Linked DNA regions of Anas platyrhynchos: region 2 is linked to region 1. A link is a contact called in public Hi-C data. All regions are on one chromosome and are shown on one strand. Each heading gives the region's core, a stretch centred on a gene start, on an enhancer-like site or on the middle of the called end of the contact. The rest is flanking DNA. Distances are from core to core; before and after follow the strand shown. Region 1 holds the start of UBASH3B (ubiquitin associated and SH3 domain containing B). Region 2 overlaps UBASH3B (ubiquitin associated and SH3 domain containing B).

Region 1 (3,876 bases), core at 1,021-3,520:
CGGCTAAATTTGGCTCAAACTCCTTCGGAGCCTGACCTCTTCCCATTGAAGTGGACAGCACGGCTCCCACTCGCTGTCCAGCGGGGCATTTTTTGCACCCCCTCCGATCACTTCTGCGTTGCCTTTCTTCCACCCGCGAAGGAAGCGATACAAAGAATGCCCTAAGAATGCCTTCTCCTGTGGGTAAAGGGCTAATATTTGTGTTTCACCGAGGAAATGAGTAAAAGAAGAGCAGAGAGAGCCCCCAGCAGCCTGTCGCCACAGGGACTGGCACACGCGCCCAGCTCAGGGCACCCGGAAGCTCTTGCCTTGAAGTCGGGAAAATGATTAACAGCACCCAGTTAAGCACCCAGACTGATCGCTAGGTTCAGGCCAGCAGAGGGAAGGCCACATGAAAAAAAAAGGTCTTGTGTAAAAACCTGACAGTATTTTAAAATAAACCACACATTGCAGTTTGCTTATATGCACAGCGTTTTCACGCCTTTCCATTTTTTCACGCAAAGTATTCTTCTTCTAGGTGACTGCAACTCAATTTTCCAGGTGTTTCTCTTTTTTAATCTGCTTTCCACTTTTTTTTTCACTTTTTTTCCTATTTCATCACTAAGACAGCTTTCATTTTCAGCTTTCAATCAAAAAAAAAGAAAAAAGTGGGAGGCAGCATTGTCTCACCGAACGCATTCTAATGCAGAAAAGCTCAGCCAGATCCAACGCAGAGGCACTCACTAAAGTCACAACGACCAGAGGTGGTTCTCAGCAGGCCCAAAAAAAAACCATTTCCATCAGGTGTGCAGCAACTTTACCTGGTGGACTAACCACAGCGATGCACTCGGCTAGCCTAGGTGTGCAAACATCTTATTTCTTTTCCTTCTCGTGTCTTGTAGCATTGCTGATGCTTCCCGTGGGGTTACCTGTGGCAATTCATCTTCAGGCCCAACCAACAGAATTTCAATACTTTAGCTTGTAGAAAGTGATTTTTTTAATTGATCATACAAATCTGTAGCAGCTAAAGGAAAGGGGTTTGGATCTGGGCAAAGTCCTTGGAAGCTGCATGCTCCTTGCTTTCACCCACCGACTTTATAGCGGGGGCAAAGGAAAGAAGAAGTGTCTCAGCAACACCAGGGGAATTCACAGCGACCTCTGCCCTCCCTGCACCTCTGGGGAAGGCAGCAGAAAGAAGTCCTGAGCACAGATCCGCTGCAGCACAGGAGGGGAACAAGCCCAGAGCTGCGAGAGAACGTTCCTGCCTCCGACACAACAAAATGGGAGCGGGCTGTTTGTTTTCCCTGATGCTAATAATCGCGGTGCTAGGCTTGTCGTCGCCAGCATTGCTTCCTTCCCCAACATAAACTACCGTGTTTTAAAGCGGGGCCTCTTGATTGTTTTTATTTATGTGCAGGGATGGGATTTCAAGCTGTTCTCTACAGCCCTGCGAGCTGGGCCTGCTCTGGGGAGATGAGGGGGTGATGTGCTTGTCTGTCCAAAGGAGGGATGGCAGGGGGCTGTGTGCTGCAGCAGAGGCAGGAGGGGATGGCAGGAGGCACACAAAGGAGAGGCGAGAGCAGGAGGATGTCTCTTGCCAGGAGAGCACACGTGTAAACCCCTGGGTTTGAACTCAACCACATCAACCCGTGATCTGAACCGAAATGCAACCAGGGAGGCAGCAGCGTCAGTCCCACCCAGCCCGGAGGAACACGCAGCTTTTGTGTGGGAGGGCAGCGGGGAGAGGAGCAGAGCTGTGTCCCGGCGGGCTTTAACCGGGGCAGAGCAGTCCCTGCCCTGCAACTGGAGAGCTTTCAGGCCATATATTCCGCGTGGTGGCCTGGAGAGGGCCGAGGAGGATGCAGAAAGGCAGGATGGAGGTGGAAAATCTGGAGCGCGACTCTTTTGCCTCTAAGTAGGTGTAGTTTAACCACCGGTGCTACCATTTCAAAGCCGTGCCAAGCTGCACACTGAGCCCCTGGAGCCCCAGTGCTGTGCAGGGTGCCCGACCTCCCCTCCATTAGGGCAATCCTGTGCCGAGCTTTAGAAAAAAATAAAAAAAATAAATTTCAATAAAACACCAAAACAAACAAAAACATGGGCTCGTGTGCGCGTCCTCCTTGCTTTTTTCAACACCAGCCTGCCCTTCCCCTCCCTGCTCCGGCTGCGACCTCGCTGGCCGCGCACCCTGCCCCTCTCCCAGCGCATCCCCGGAGCGCCGAGGGGGAGCGGGGGCTGCGCTGCGCCCCCCTTAAAGCCCCCTTTTGGGGCTCTCCTCCAGCAGCCGGCTCCAGCCCGGTGCCGGGGCCGCGCCCGCCCGCCCCGGAGGCGGCTTTAAGAGCGGGGGCGGCGGCGGGGGGGGGGTTCTCGGGGCCTCCTGCGGAGCCTCCGAGCGGCCGCGGGGGCTCTGCGCGGCTTTTGCGCGGGGCGCGCACGGGCGGCGGAGGCGGCGGCGGGGCTCGGGGGCGCGGAGAGGAGCGGAGGGGAGCGGAAAAGAGCGGAGGGGAAGGGAGAGGAGCGGAGGGGAAGGGAGAGGAGCGGAGGGGAAGGGAGAAAAGAGCGGAGGAGGGCTCAGCCCCTCGGCCCTGCCCCGGCCGCGGCCCCCGGCGGGGCGCTGCGGGTGTGCATGGCCCTGCGCGGGTGGCGATGGCTGCGTGATGGCCCAGCGCGGGCAGCCCGCCCCGCACGCCATGGCTGCCAAAGAGGAGCTGTACAGCAAAGTCATCCCCCGGCGGAACCGGCAGCACCGCGCGGGGACCATCAAACATGGCTCGTCGCTGGAGATCCTGCTCTCCATGGGCTTCCCCAAAGCCCGGGCGTAAGTGGCGGCTCGGTCTCTTGCTTATTCTTCCCCCCCCCCGCCCTCCTCTCGTCTCGTTTTGGGGTGGTTGAGGGATGCGCGGCCGCGGAGGGGGATGCGCGGCTCCAAGGGGCCGGGGACAGCCGGGGATGCGCTCCCGGAGCCGCCCCGGGGACACGGAACACGGGGAGGTTGCGGGGTCCCGGGGGCGGCAGGTGCCCCCCCGGCAAAGCCTGGGGTCGCCATAAAGGCGATTTTCCGGACACCCCCCCTCCCCTCCCCAAGCTGAAATCAAAGCCCGGCGTTCCTGCGCTCGGTGCTGTCGCCGGGGCGAAACTCGGTCACCCGGGAGATCCTCCTGAATCCACGCACGAGTTGATCTTTCCGAAAGAAAGGGGGACAGAAGGGAATTTCAGGAGTGCAGAGCATTAGGTTTGGTCTTGTCCAGCTGAGAAATGCCCCGGTGTAATCGCCCTGCGTGTGCTTATGCTGGAAATGAATTAGGCAGCAACCTACGGGTAACTTCCTAATGGTTCAGTTTGGAGCGTGGTGACTCCTGAAGCGGGACCGTGGGCTTTAGGATGCAAATGCAGCCAGCCGGCATTTGGAGGTTTCCTGATCTAAGTTTCCCTTTTGTTGCTGATACCAGTCAGAACTCGGTGGCTTTTCAGCCTCGCTGCTGTGTTTTTCCATAAATACAGGGACACGCACATGCAGGTCTAGGGAGAGATGTCAGACTGCCACTGGCACATCCAGAAAATCCCCTGTGTGTTTCCCCTTGTCCTACTTACGCTCCTTAAGTCTGTCGGTGATCTGTAGTTACGTACAGACATTTAACTTTTATACATGATGCCTGCAAATGAAGATGGTAAGAGCCTGGTGGCTTCACGCTCTGCGCTTGTTTGGAGAGACAGACGGGCACCTTTCAGAGTAGCTAGAGGGAAAAAGCAGCCTGGTGCTATGAATGAAACTCGTCCTCACCTGTACGACAGTGCCATCGAGGCTGACCGTCAGCCCTGGGCTCGCCTCACCGTTCGCTGAGGAACAATGTCTGTGGTTCGTATTCTAGCCTGAGAAAAGTAACGTGTGACAAGAAA
Region 2 (3,876 bases), core at 607-3,106, 33 kb after region 1:
TCTTCTGTACAAATTCCAGATCATTTATCTGGACACGACAGGGAATTTTTAATACATAATCTGATATAATAGTCCTGCTGGGAGTTTATAACTTCTCATTGTAACTGATACTGTAACGGCAAAATAATTACACTGCTCACTTTTATCGCTTCTGACACCTGAAGTTGGTAAAGTGAGATAAGGCAGAGGTTAACACAGCGATACCTCATTCTGATTCAGGTATCCCACCTTACTTTGGTGTGCAGGACTCTCAAAAGCATCCACATTTGCCTAAATTTGCTCCTCTGACAACAAGAAGTTGAACAGGCAAACCAAAACCTCCATCACAGCGCTAGGTACAGCTTCACTTGAAATCCAGCAGAGACTCGCTCTAGCTGGGGACTACATGTTTTGAGGACTACACGTTTTGAGACCCACTACAGTTACCCACATTGAAATTCAGACCAGATCTTGCTATTTTTTTTTCTTTCTGATGGAAACTTTGACATTAGCCTCAGTTACTGCTTTAACCGCACACTTCAAACTCTCCGAGGCCAGAGACGGAGACCTCTGCGTGATGTCTCACCCAAGGATGGAGCCTCGAGCACCATGGTGCTCCCAGCCCCACCTGGGGGCTGTTTCAGCCCTGAGTCAGTGGCAAGTGTGCCTCACTCTCTGCTCCATCACCCCTCCTTTCCCCCACGTCCTACAGCACCTCAGGCTTCTCACCCGGGTTTCCACCCCAATAGTGGCCTGACTTGGACCTACCTTGGTGGCAAGAAACAGCAGGCAAGGAAAACTTGCTTGAAACATTGTGAAATAGTTGTGCTATTGAAAACAACCGAGCTTTAAAAAATTCCTGAACAGAGCCGTCTAGAGCAGGAGGCTATTTTGAGCGTCTCTTTTTGCCTTTAACCCAACTATCTCAGCACCCCACCCTTCTTCCTTCCACCTTCCTTAATTTCTTAGACTTCCTTCTCGTTGCTTTGCGTGAGGCTATTTTAGGTGTGGGATTCTGGTTAGCTTCTCGCTGGGCATCTACTTCTCGTTTTCTGTCCCTGGGCTTTGCCTTCTCAGCAAAGCTGCGGGTCCAGTGGTGCACACAACAGGTAGGATCCCCCCATCAGACAGAGCTCACGAAAAAAAAAGAAAAACAGCTGCCTTTCCTTTTAGTAGAAAATTAGCCCATCTCACACAGTGATCATCGTTAGGGGTTTATTACACATGGTCCCGTGAAGCCTTGCCGTGGAGCCCCCAGAGGGGTTTAATTGTGGTGTATTTTCCTCCGTCTACCAAGATGGAAAGGGACTGAAAGAGTGAATTTGGCTCTGCAGGCCCCAAGCTGATGCTCCACTGCCTTTGAACAAAAATCGGGGTGCTTGTTGCTTGCACATAGGTGGCTGGTACGCTACCAACCTCTGTTTTGTCAAGTCAGCACGTTCAGAAGGACCTTCAGACTCCCCCTTTGAGGATGTGCACGACACACAGACCTGAACTCTGGTCTAGCAAGAAGTTTGCATCTCAAGCTTCATCCCAAGACCCAAAGCGAGTAGCTCAAAGCTTGGTTTTCAGTCTTTAGCTATACCATGCTGGCGTTGGCCTGCATTATCCCCACCCATCTGCTCTCTGTTGGGCTGGGAGAACTTCCCCTTGTCTCTGGGCTTTGCTCTGGCTCTGCAGAGGATGTGTCAGCTCTCCGCTGGCTGACACCACAAGGCTCCCACCTACTCCTGGGAGCAGCACATCCAAACCTCCTCGCATCGTACCGAGTGTTAGTCCCAGAAAGTGAAGGCTCGGTGGCTGCAGGGCTGGAGTTCCTGGTACAGCCCAGTGTCACCGACTTCACAGAACAGCAGCTTGCTGGCAAATTGTGCAACTGCACCGCCCCCAAACTTCCTGTTTTGAAACCCCAAGAAGCTGGAAAATGTTAACACCGGCACTTTAAAGTGCTAGTTGTGGCATTTTTTTTTTTCTTCTTCCTAAAGATCGACATGATACTAAAAAAAAATTACGTACAGAGGAGTCGAGCGGGACTGCATGAAGGAACTGGGGGCAGAAAAGCAAGCACACGTCTCTGCAGGGAGCCCTGGGCAGAGCAGAGCATCCCAACAAAACCATGCCCTCCTTCCACGACTTGCTGCGTGATATTCGGCAGCTCATTCCCTCTCAGCATCCCACCTCCATGCATTAGGGTGTACGGGGTGCTCTCCATCACCGTGCCAAGCTTTTTGGCAGCAGGTCCCGGTGCTTCCAGCCGAAGGCGAGCTGTGCTGCTCCGGAGCGGGAGGCGAGGTGACAGATGGAGAGGCAGGTGCTCACAAAGCAGCAGCACCATGTGCCATCACCAGCCACCTGGCCCGTCCTCCCCTCCTGCAGATCCACGCTCTGCCCCAAAACCCAGCCGGGATGGGGAAAAGAGGCCCCAGCCATGGGAGGAGCGGGATGTAGAAAACAGACCCTGCAAATCTCTGTTTCACTCCGGCTCGTTGCTGTTTAGGAAGAGCAGTTAGAAAGAAGAAAGCATCGTGTTTGTCTTGAACACCGCGAGGGAACTTATTTATTTCCAATCAGCATGACAACTGCTTCCTTTTCTGGCTATCACTGCAACTCCAGATGGTACATTTGAGCGTACTCAAACCTCTAACTTGGCTCCATACAAAGACGTCGCCTTCCTGGTTAGCTAAAAGTGTATTAATAGGATTGGGATAAAAGTTCCTGCTCCCCTGTGCTGCGCAGAGTGCTTGAATAATGACATTTTGCTCATTGTGCAGCATCCTGGCGAGTATTTAAGCAAGGTGTTTGAAGGGGACGAGCCTCTGCTGAATGTGACTCAGTTGTAAACACCTTCTATTTGAATTCAGATTCATTTAGATTTGAGTTTCATTTAGATTTTCATTTCCTTTAGATTTGAATTTAGATTCAAATAGAAATTCTCAAATGATTTTGAATTAGACTCGAAATATCTGATTATTTCTGATTCTGTATTTGATTATTTTGTTAAGCCTCGCAGTTCTGCAACCCTTTAAGAGCAGCAGCCATTGCCTGTCTTTATCATCCCTACACCCTTTTCCCAGTGCTTGCTCTGCACCAAAAAGCTGCACTTTCCTCAATCTCCCAGCTGAGGTGGGAGAAAACTTAGGGCAACTTTTTGTACCTGGAGCTGCCCTAGGACTAGCAGGAGGTGACGGTGTGTGACCGATTCGAGCCAGCCCTGTCCCTCCGATGGGACCTGGTGGGGTGGCTGGCGACTGCATGGCCGAGCCTGTGCCTCACTTAAAAGCTGTGCTGTTATTGTTTTAAAGAAAATAATATCCTGTTTCCTTTCTAAACTGTGTATCTCTTGAAAAATGTTAAATGGCTGCTACATTCCTGTCTTTATCCCGGACACTTTTTACGAGTCTGTACTTCCCTCTCCTTGTGCTTTAACAAGCTGCCTAAGCAGAGGATTAAGGGAATGACTTAGTGCACATGTGCTAAAAAATCCACCTTCAAAATCTTACACAGCTTAAAAAACCAAACAGACACAGCCAGCCAGGCCCCCGCTCTCTGCACTTAAAAATAATTGTCAGCGTCGTGTGGTCAGCCTGCAGCTTGCCAGCTGGCCTCTCCTCTGAAAGAAAGAACATTTTAAGTGATGGAAACTAGAAATACATAGCAGCGCTTTTCCCAAACTGATTTCTGGTGGGGTTTCCCATTTCTCTCTCTTTCCTATTACCAGAGCTCGGCACTCAATGGCTGGGAGTAAGCAGGCACGGCTCAGGAAGGAGGAGGAAGGGAAGCACTGAGCCCTGTCATGCTGTCAGGCACCTTCTGTAAATATTTATGTGACCTACAGGATACAGCACAGTTTGAAATCTTGCAGTCCCCGTAGCCACTGTGCAGTCGTGCGGTTCCCTG

What was found. Hi-C and Micro-C count contacts between places; a contact is called where the count stands out from the background.
Region 2: a Hi-C map of subcutaneous adipose tissue shows a contact between it and region 1, with 2.6 times the contacts expected there. The contact joins the enhancer-like site here to the promoter of UBASH3B in region 1. A contact is called at or near these places in 5 of 8 Hi-C or Micro-C datasets (F1 follicle, liver, skeletal muscle and 1 more).

The regions. Positions count from the first base shown.
Region 1 is chr25:7,470,130-7,474,005 of IASCAAS_PekinDuck_T2T, forward strand. UBASH3B (ubiquitin associated and SH3 domain containing B) reads left to right here and starts at 2,271. Exons shown (of 14, transcript XM_027444139.3): 1 at 2,271-2,797. The coding sequence starts at 2,637.
Region 2 is chr25:7,503,500-7,507,375 of IASCAAS_PekinDuck_T2T, forward strand. The region is part of intron 1 of UBASH3B (ubiquitin associated and SH3 domain containing B); the gene reads left to right. The region is part of intron 5 of BSX (brain specific homeobox); the gene reads right to left. Among named protein-coding and RNA genes, the nearest start is that of UBASH3B, 33 kb to the left of the region's middle. Within about 2 kb of position 1,857, at least 2 of the 8 cell types and tissues checked have an H3K27ac peak or open chromatin away from gene starts, as enhancers often do. A contact at or near this core is called in subcutaneous adipose tissue, where this site is marked.